3 separate regions of the Zea mays genome follow, and all the other regions are linked to region 3. A link is a contact called in public Hi-C data. All regions are on one chromosome and are shown on one strand. Each heading gives the region's core, a stretch centred on a gene start, on an enhancer-like site or on the middle of the called end of the contact. The rest is flanking DNA. Distances are from core to core; before and after follow the strand shown. Region 1 holds the start of LOC100283500. Region 2 has its middle 23 kb from the start of LOC100282244. Region 3 has its middle 42 kb from the start of LOC115032955.

What was found. A called contact is a pair of places that touch in the nucleus more often than the background predicts.
Region 1: a contact with region 3 is called in a Hi-C map of ear, with 4 times the contacts expected there. The contact joins the promoter of LOC100283500 here to the enhancer-like site in region 3. A contact is called at or near these places in 2 of 25 Hi-C or Micro-C datasets (ear and tassel).
Region 2: a Hi-C map of leaf shows a contact between it and region 3, with 2.6 times the contacts expected there. The contact joins two enhancer-like sites. A contact is called at or near these places in 2 of 25 Hi-C or Micro-C datasets (ear and leaf).

The regions. Positions count from the first base shown.
Region 1 is chr4:48,968,419-48,971,747 of Zm-B73-REFERENCE-NAM-5.0, forward strand. LOC100283500 reads right to left here and starts at 1,650. Exons shown (of 5, transcript NM_001156400.2): 1 at 1,206-1,650. The coding sequence starts at 1,283.
Region 2 is chr4:48,996,578-48,999,885 of Zm-B73-REFERENCE-NAM-5.0, forward strand. No RefSeq gene overlaps it. Among protein-coding and RNA genes, the nearest start is that of LOC100282244, 23 kb to the left of the region's middle. Within about 2 kb of position 2,039, at least 8 of the 20 cell types and tissues checked have an H3K27ac peak or open chromatin away from gene starts, as enhancers often do. A contact at or near this core is called in leaf, where this site is marked.
Region 3 is chr4:49,563,079-49,566,250 of Zm-B73-REFERENCE-NAM-5.0, forward strand. No RefSeq gene overlaps it. Among protein-coding and RNA genes, the nearest start is that of LOC115032955, 42 kb to the right of the region's middle. Within about 2 kb of position 1,588, at least 18 of the 20 cell types and tissues checked have an H3K27ac peak or open chromatin away from gene starts, as enhancers often do. A contact at or near this core is called in ear, leaf and tassel, where this site is marked.

The DNA.
Region 1 (3,329 bases), core at 400-2,899, 590 kb before region 3:
ATACCATGCTGCCACCGTTCATAAAAATACTATCAATAGCCAGAAAACTGTTCATTCCCCAGTAGACGCATGGGTCAGTTTCGGACAATGCCAAATGAATGATCAAGGAAAAGGTATAAAACTGTAACAGAAGATTTGAAGCATATAAACCAAAACATTCCAATTCTGATGGACCATCTCCAATCCAGTGAACTCATGTATCTCATGCCAGACTGGTGCTGCAGCCTGTTACCTGCTTCCTTTTATGGTTTCTAATTGCTGGCACGAAGGGATCAGGGTACAACAACAAAGGTGATTATACATAAACTTACAGTAGGGGAATCCTCATCCCCTCCTGTTTTCGTCAAAAACAACAACAACAAAGGATGATTATACTTCACATGACAACAAAGAAACAGTAACTCAAGAACTGAGGTTTCCACGTGGCAGCCTTTATCTTATGGCTTGACTTTGTATAGATGCCCATTTCATTTTTCACCAAAAAACCTCATAAACCATTTCAAATCCCTACTAGTTAGGCACTACAAATAAGATGCACTATACATTACAGGCCGATGCCATCATTAAGTTGCTGATGGTATACAAGTACAAAACAATTCCAACGGAATTCTACATTTCTACTGAACATCCTGCTCAAGGAATTATTCCTCTCATATAACTAAAAAATTATGGCGCAACCATAGTCGCAATGTTCCTTAGTCAAGGTCTCGAGAAACGTGGTGCGCTAATTGCAAGATAACAAGTCAAGGTCAGAAATCACCCCATGTACCCAGGGTCGGCGTCAGGGGTCACCCCATGACGTTCAGAGTCACTGCCTTCGACCCGTTTTCTGCTACTATGTATATATGGGAATAACTATGTGTGTGTGTTTTTGTAGTAGGTACCTACATTTCAAGGTTTAAGCTCACAGAACCGTCCAGGGCATGAGCTACTCATCGTTTTCCTGACCTACAATATAAAGCACACAAAATCCGCCCTCCCTTCTGTTCCACCCTGCATACCGGGACTCCCACCACAGCAGCTACAGCAACAACATGGACCAGGACCGTAAATGAATTCCCTAATCAAGCAATCGCCCACGCATCCGCACAGTACCAACAGCCCAACAGGTACTGAGCAAAATCGATTATTACACTTCCATCAACATCTCACGGATCACTGCATATGGGGAGAGGAAGAGCGGGTGGCAGGTAGAAATTTCTTACGTTGCTTCCCCGCCAGACCTGGTAAAGCCTAGGCTGCTCGCCGGCGCCGCCGGTGGGCGGCGGCGGCGGCATGTACATCCCGACGGCGCAGGGGAGGGGGGGCAGGTGCCCCAGATCAAGCTCCTCCGCCCCCCTCCTCCTCTACGGCCGACTGACACCCAGCCAGGCAGGCAGGCAGCCCTCCCCCGAGCGAGGCCTCCCCGACGTCACGGCGAGGAGTAGCGCTGCCGCGGAGGTGCGGCGGCGTGGGACGCGACGCGGGACGGGGAGGAATGAAGGAGAGGAGAAAGGTGGGTGGGAGAGCCTGGGAGGGGAGAGAGGTCACCGGGTTAGGTCGCGGGTGGTGGGCTCTCGACTCTCCACGCTCTCGAGTTGGCCTCGGGACGTGCGCTCGTGTGTGTCCCGTCTCGCGGCTTGGCTCGGCTCGTCTGCGCCTCAGCGCCTGCGCGCGCGCAGGGTGGAGGACGTCTCGGGGTGCGCGTAGCAGCGGTTGCCGTCGGCTGTCCGGAGTGGTGGGCCCGGATGTTCTTCTGGAGTCGTGGACCAACCTCCCGCTCGGCTGCAGTTGGACCTGGGCCGAGAAATCACATGCCTCAAATCACTTCTGTATACAATAAAGAACGTATACCGGAGTGATAAAGGGTGTGTTTGGTATAATTTTTTGGGAAGAGCCTTTTGAAAATCTAGATTCGTGTATAATCTAGTTATTACGAGAAAGATAAAAGGGTCAGTAATATTTAGGCAAGCAACTGATTCCTCCTGTCAGGTCGTTTTCATAGAAACGGACTACCAAACATTTAGCGGTGAAAAACAAAGATGAAAAGCCAATTCTGGTTATCAGAATAATATAACGATCAATAAGAGGTGTTTTATTTCACCCAACTAAAAGTTAGTCTCTCTCACATCAAATATTTGAATATTAATAATTAAATAATAATTATGAGTATTAAATCTCTACTACCTATAGCTCATTCTCATTCCCAGCTGCCTGTCTTTCTCATTCACCCTCCCTGCAAAGCCCATTCACATTTCCATTCCCGGCTATCACGTGTCTTTCTCATTTTCCCTCCCACAAAGTCTATTCTCATTACCACGTGCATCCCACGCCTAGCTAAAATTAAATTAAAAAAACAGGCTCCAAGGGGATTCGAACCCACGACTTCTCAAATAAATGTGTTTGTAGCTACCACCACACCACATGTGTGTTTATGTCTACATCTATTATAGTAAAAACATATAATACATCTCTCCCGAAGCCCACATGCTACCCTTGCACAATGTGTAGTAGTAGATAAGTATCACTGAGATTATTAAATTATATTTTTGGATTGAGGGAGTAGTATTTAAAGAAGAGTCTTGCATGCAATTTCTTTTGTTTGAATAATGTTTTCAACTTAAATACTTTTTTTTGCATGTGTAACATTTATTCTCCATAATATTTTTTCATGGATCTAACTTATAAATCATTTTCATAAACCAATGTCAAACATGAATCCATGTTTCTTACTTGGAAACCCCGAACAAACACCACTAGCACGAGGCGCTCGCGTTGGCGTCGCTCACCGACGACGAGAAGAAACTTGGCGACTGCCAGTTCGAACTCTAGAAGCAGTCCTACATGGCCCATGCGTCGCTGTGTACGGCAAGCTCCGGCGCAGCCGCCGCTTGGACGTGGTCCAGAGCAACTGCACCGCGCTGTCCATCGTCAAACATGGGGACCTCATGGTCGTCGCCAATGTCGACGACTCTCGGGTTGTTCTGGGCATCGCAACCTACGACGACGCCATCACGCCGTCTAGCTCATCATCCACCTGAAGCCTAACCTGCCACGTAAGTCGCTACTGTCCGACCATGAATTCTTGTGCGCTAGAATGATGACCATTGTTGTTGTTGTGTGAGTGTCCTCGAACAAGATGTATGTAGAGGAGTAGCACATCCGGTGGTGCAACGACCAGGTGTACTACCTCGCTGATGAGCCCGGGGTGCACTTCATTTGACAGCCCAGCCAAGAGTGATCGGTACTCACCATATCGCGCGCGTTCGACGACTATTATATCAAGGATTGTGGCGTCATCTCGACACCGTAGGTGAGCAGAGGTGGACCGACAACAATGACCACTCGCC
Region 2 (3,308 bases), core at 789-3,288, 570 kb before region 3:
ATACAATAAAAAAAATAGCCACCCGTATGCATCTGAAGCAAGGTCCGCTCATCTAAGACCTTACGGACCTACCGTCCATAATTTTCTTCCATCCATAGCGGGGTTTCCCTATTCTCTCTCTCCCTACTCTCTCTCTCTTGTGGCGCCTGTGCCTTGCTGCTGTCAACCATGGTCAATCTGTTGTGTGGGTTCTGTTAACAATACTTGCCTAGTGCTGAAACTACATGTTGCTTGGGCAGTCCAGCTTCTGCATAACAACCCTGTCCTTATTCTCTGACCTGAGATATGGTTACATGTGCACATCGCACACTATTCCTTTACACACAATTAAGAAGTCCATCTCTGAAACTGGGTTTCAGGCTTTTCAGGTTGCAGGTATGGAACAATCTACATTCTCTAGTTCTGACCACGATCGACAAGATCGCCGTTGACATGTTCTAGGCAAGAGCACTTCAGACGAGGTCGGCAAGAAAAGGCTATTATAGTATTATATTAACAAACATACGTAGATAAAGAAGTGTAGCTTGAACGCAAAGCAGTAGTGCGTATCTTTTTAGGTGTAGAAGCTGAAAGATCATCATTTTGGAACGTTTGACCCGTGTTTTTCAACTACGCGCTGAAAACCAAATGCGATCGACGACGTTTTCGGCGAGGACAGAAGGTTCAGGAGCTCGTGTACGTCTATAGCTCCTGCGTCAAGGAAAAGGCTCCCCCTTGCCCAACTTTGCACCCCAATGAGCTGTAGGCTCTGTGTTGACGGTTGACCCTGCATGCATGTCATTGTCAACTTTAAAAGTATAGTATCTTGTCATGGATAAACATTAATTTGTATTTTAAAAAAAAGAAGGAATTTTAACCCTAAGCACTAAAAGTCCTAAAAATTAAATTATTCTGCTAGGCACTAGATTGCAGCCTGCTTAACTGTTGCACAAGGGAACGGAAAATACAGTGCTACTTTACGACGCATGAAGCGAAGTAACAGCTTCTGGTGCTGCACAATTGACTCTTCCACTTGTTTAAGGCTATAAGAGCCTGACAATTCAACTATGATGAACGTAATGGTAGGAGCTCTGCCTCTCAATTAAGAAAAATGGAATTGACCCAGTTTTAAGGAAAACCGGGTCCAAAACCTACACAGAGCGCACAGTAGAAAAACCGGCGAACGAGCTAACAAACAACGTTATCTAGGTTGTTTGTTAGCTCGTTCGCCGGTTTTTCTACTATGCGCTCTGTGTAGGTTTTGGGCCCGGTTTTTCTTAAAATTGGATCAATTCTATTCTTCTTAATTGAGAGGCAGAGCTCCTGCCATTACGTTCAAAAAAAAAAAAAATTTCAACTATGATGAACTGGTGATTGGTTAGTTAGAGAAGATCTATCTTCAGTTTTCTACTGAAACCGTGTTCGCGCGCAGACGAAAACCTTGTCACCTTGGTCCATTTCTTTAATGGCAACGGGAATCACACACAACCTGCTTGTATTGGCAACTATCTCAGAAACTTCAGCCTCCCTGAACTGACACAAAATATTGTAGTATACTAGGCAAAACAAGATTGGCAAGCCAATCCCTAGGATCTATAGGACAAAGAATATATTGAGCCTGCATAACTATTATACAAAGTTTGTCTTATCTCTTTGTAGCTGCATGCTTCTCTAATTTGTTTGACAACAGGATAAAAATATGCAGCGAAAGATGAGGAGATCTAACATGTTTCAGAGTTTAGACTCTAGCTAGAGCAGAGCAGGTAAAACAATGTGGTAACTGGCATCAGAGATATTGAGGAAGGGGTTTCAGAAAGCATTGCTAGCTGAAAAGATAACTGAGCTTTCTACTTGTCACCACCGCATATTCTGCTCCCACTCGGAAGCAATCCCTTTGACCAATCCAATCCAACCAAACTGTGTATTATTAATTGGACTGCACTTGCCTCTCTAGACCAGATAACCAAACTTTTTATGTAAAAGAAACGGTAGAAGGAAAGAAAAAAACTTTATTTCCCCTGTCGTTTCCTTGCCGCCGTGTCTGAACATAGGACGAGCAAAAGGTAGCCGCAATTTCAGTTGTGGGAGATGGCCAGAGTTTGTAATCTGTACTCTTGATCGTGTACGTGCGTACTTGCCACGGTACTTTCCTAGTTTTCTTGCGTTGCTTGCATTGCTTCATAGTTCTAGAACCTGGAGTTTCGGATCAAGACACTCATGGGGGGATTTTGATCTTGGCCATCAGATTAACATCCAATGACCAAGATAATCTTGCGGCGCCCCTATCACCATTTTTCTAGGATACTAGAGTACATAACCGAGGGACTGAATTTTGCGACGGGGGGAGGGCTGAATAAAAGCCAATACAAATTTATGTTGTAGACAATCTTGGATTGCTTCCTAAACCTTCATTTAAGGTCTCAAAGACAATGAAAACAAAATGACAAATGAGTATCTCACAAGCCAAACGGTAGGCAGATGTTTTCGATGATATATAACCGACAAATACAGCAAAGCACTCAAACCAGCAAGCAACCAACACCAGTAGAAAAAGCTCTAAACCTGTGGTAGAGTATACTTTTTTTAGATGGTTTTGGTTATCAAACGTCAGCGAAATAAAATGTCCGCCCAACTAAAAAAACCGTCAGTGGAAACACGTTTTTACTTGCCGTTCCGCCAGTCAAAATACATTCTTTTTACTGGCGGTTTTCTTTAAAACCCGCCAGTAGAAATAATCTAAAATCGTTTTTTAAGTTTTTGAAATCGCCTTGATTGCAAAAAAATCATCAACATAAAAGTTGTAGATTTCCAAAAGCAATTAAACTTTGTAGTTTTTAACTTTTTCATTTGAAATCATTTGGCCTATCAAAATTGCATCTGAATTTGACAAATATTAAAATACAAATTTTGCAAACCACCTAGGATGAAAAAAGTAACAAAATAAAATTTGTAGAACTCTAAAAGTTATGAAACTTTGTAGCTGACAAGTTTTTCGTTTGAATTCGTTTACAGCCTCAAACAACCAATATATACTCGGTTTGTTCTAATATGTGGGCAAAAAATTGCTATTTAGACACAAGCTAAGTGATGGGTGAAGTAGTAGAAGAGGCTACGTGTGAGGGTGAGGTCGCAGGTCCCGCAGTCGCGTAGCGCTCAAATTTTGCACGAAAAATGACGTGACTTGTAACAGACAGGATGTCCCCAAATTAATCTTTTGTTGCTAATTTTAAAACTCATTTTATGTGTTCTGCAAATTATTTATACTGCCGAATTTATTACATTGACTGCTAGTGAAAATCGATTTCCAACGACAGTTGTCTTAACTGAAC
Region 3 (3,172 bases), core at 338-2,837:
TACGTGTATACATATACGTATACGGTTACGACGTTATTCTTCTCTTCGTTCATGGCTGCCATCTAATCTAATCTAAATGCATGTGCTCGTATCATGTAATCTAACTGCTGATATATTTATTATTGTTTTTGTACGCGCATGCCGCAGTTCTCGGTGAACCTGCAGGCGGCGTCGACCGCCGGCGCCGGCGCGATCGGGTCGGTGGCCATGTGGGGGAACGAGGCCAGCGGGTGGTTCGCCGTGTGCCGCTTCTACCGCCTCTACTGCGACAGGGGCGCCGTCTCCCTCGCGCTCGCCTTCGTCGCCCTCGCCGCCCTCGCCGTCGCCACCGGCCTCTCCCGCTTCCCAGCGCACGACACACAGGCAGTAGTCGATCACCCAGATGATTAGTGATTCATCTTAATTAGTTCCTTCGCAGTAGTATACCACGATATCTAAACGGACATGTAATGATACACACATATAATGTTTGTTAGATCATTACTGGACAACTAGTGTGTAATGTAGAAATAATTAGTATTTTGTCACTTAAAGGCTAGTTTGGGAAGCCTATTTTTCCATGTGATTTCCGTTTTCCTAAGTAAAATGAACTAATTTTCTTTGAAAAACGAAAATATTATGGAAAAATGTGGTTCCCAAACTAGCCCTAAGTTGATATTGTCCCTCTTAAAGTTGCCTCGTTATAATTACTACTGCGTTACGAATAATATATATATATATATATATATATATATATATATGAAATATAGGTGTGAGGTTAATTTTGCGGACATGTTTCGGCGGACAGACTGACACGTTGCATGTGCCCTGCATACTACTGCTGCTAAAGTACTAAACTGTGGCTAATTATTAACACGTACGACCAGCAGGGATTCAAGATGGTAGAAACGAAACGGCCGGATATAACAAGAACAAAATACTTCACTGTACGGTTCGTTAGCACGCTACCATTGACCCAATATGAATAAATTACGAAAATAGCCAAAAAGACGAGCGAACAGACCTCAAACTATGCTTGGAAAAAAAACTTAGAACAATCTTGAGCTGAGCCTTGTGGCCCGAGAGAGCCAGCTTAACTCGCGAGCTGGCTAAAAAAACTAAAATACGAATGGTTTGCAACAATGACCTAAGGATTTGGTAAAGTTTCTTATTTCACTAGGCTTTTGATATATTTGTTGGTAAAGAGGTATCTTATTTATATTATAACCATAGTTTTGTCATAGGATGATTTTTTCCTAATATTAGAGAGAATATATGATTTATTCATCGGTCTACAAGCCAGATACATGGGTCCCCGTAGTTCAAATACTATAAAAAGTTAGTTAACGTTAGAGACAAGCCCACCATAAGATATGGGAAGTGGCGGAGGCTCAGCCCAACCAGCCTAGCCTAGGCATGTGCCAGGGCTTCAGCCTTCGACGGCCCAGCTAGAAGCGGCTCAGGCGGAAGACCGACATAGACATTGCCATTGCATGACGAATAATTTTAAAATAAAAAGAAAATATAATTATGGCGGATCGGACCGATCCTACATACACGGCTCTCGTACTGGCACGGGCCCGTGCCACGGTACTACTATCATGCCTCAGGCCTGCCTGCGGCCCATCTGGCCGTCTAGTAAATCAGTGCTGTATATACACAGTGTAAGCTACACATTACTGTTCTGTTGACAACACCAGGACCAGGAGGGAGAGGGCCGGGGGTTTCTTCTCTTGCATTTGCAAGCAGTACCGCGTGTGCTTCAATGTCAATGGCCACACGTACGATTGCTCCATCCGGAAACTTGGCTCAGTACTGCGTAGCGACTCCGGCGACAGCATCCTATGGGCCTTTTTGGTTCAGCTTTTTTCTGACCAGCTTTTCTGAGAATCTGGCTGTGGAGAGAATCTGGCTGTAGAGAGAATCTGAGTATTGTGTGGATTACGTGCGGAGGAAGATGAAGTGGTCCAAAGGGTTCAGGATCTAGAAAGCAACAGATTCCTACTATCATGACGATTCGACCGATTTTGTGTTTATGTTGATTTTGGACGGTTTTTATTTAAGCGATTCTTATAGAAGCTGGCTGAAAAGCTGGGGCGTTTGGTGATCTGCAGCAGCTTTTGGTAGCCAGAAGCTGAAAAAATCCAAACAAACAGGGGCATATATGTATCCTCCAGATAGTAGTAGCCCCCATTGCCACTGCACCTCGGTCAACTTGACGAACCGCCCTTTCACCCGCTTCCTCGACTCGTACCTGCACGCACACCAGTGACGGACAGACATGTGATGAGTGAACTGTAGCAATCCGTTGTTAACTGCCGCAGTTGGCAGGTAAGGGTCAAGTCAAGATGAGTTCATGGATCCTTCTTCTCCCTGGACCGCTGCATCGCGCTGTCCCTGTTCTGCGCGAGGGTCTCGCCGTCGACCCTCATGCCAGGCCTCTCAGCTGCGGAGGCGGACGCCGTCTGACCCCCGAAGGAGATCTCACTTGTGACTGCTGGTCCTGAACCTGAAGTGGGTATATGGTTTGGTCCATGGTCCATCCATCGTCAACGCACATATATGACCTCATGAGGACCGAAATTCGGCTAACATCTGAAGCCCTTCGTGCTCACAATTCTTACTACTGGGCAGTGTCCTAGAGAGAGATTTGTAGACTCTAAGGATCGTACTGTGTCCAGATTAGTCAATCCGTGGTACTTAGGTATATATAAATAGAGAGTGGATCTATATATGTGCTCACCGTACGTGAACACACAAACAGAAAGGGTTAGGAGACATACGGGCTTAGCCTGCTTTTAGTGGTGGAGGAGTCCACTCGCCATTACCGCCGCCTAGGAGATAGGGTCCTTGTCTTTGGATTAGGGTTTCGGGGCAACACTAAGCGTTAGCCATTTTCTGCGCTCCCCTCCTAATTGTTTATATGGCGTCGTGTGATCGGGCCTACAACTATGGTTAGCGTGGGCCCTCCCAAGGGCCCGGATTAAAGAAATGGTTATTTGGGTTAAGCTCAATCCGTCTCTGTTGACCAGCAGCACGGGAAACACCCAACAATCTTCTATTTTGTTTTCTATATTCCTTATACTCAATTTTTTTTGGATTCAATCCCTCGACAAGTTTACACATAAAGACCAATGCGTGACAATCTCCCCTGTTTCAGATCGAAAAGATTCTTTACTAGGTTACAATCTGT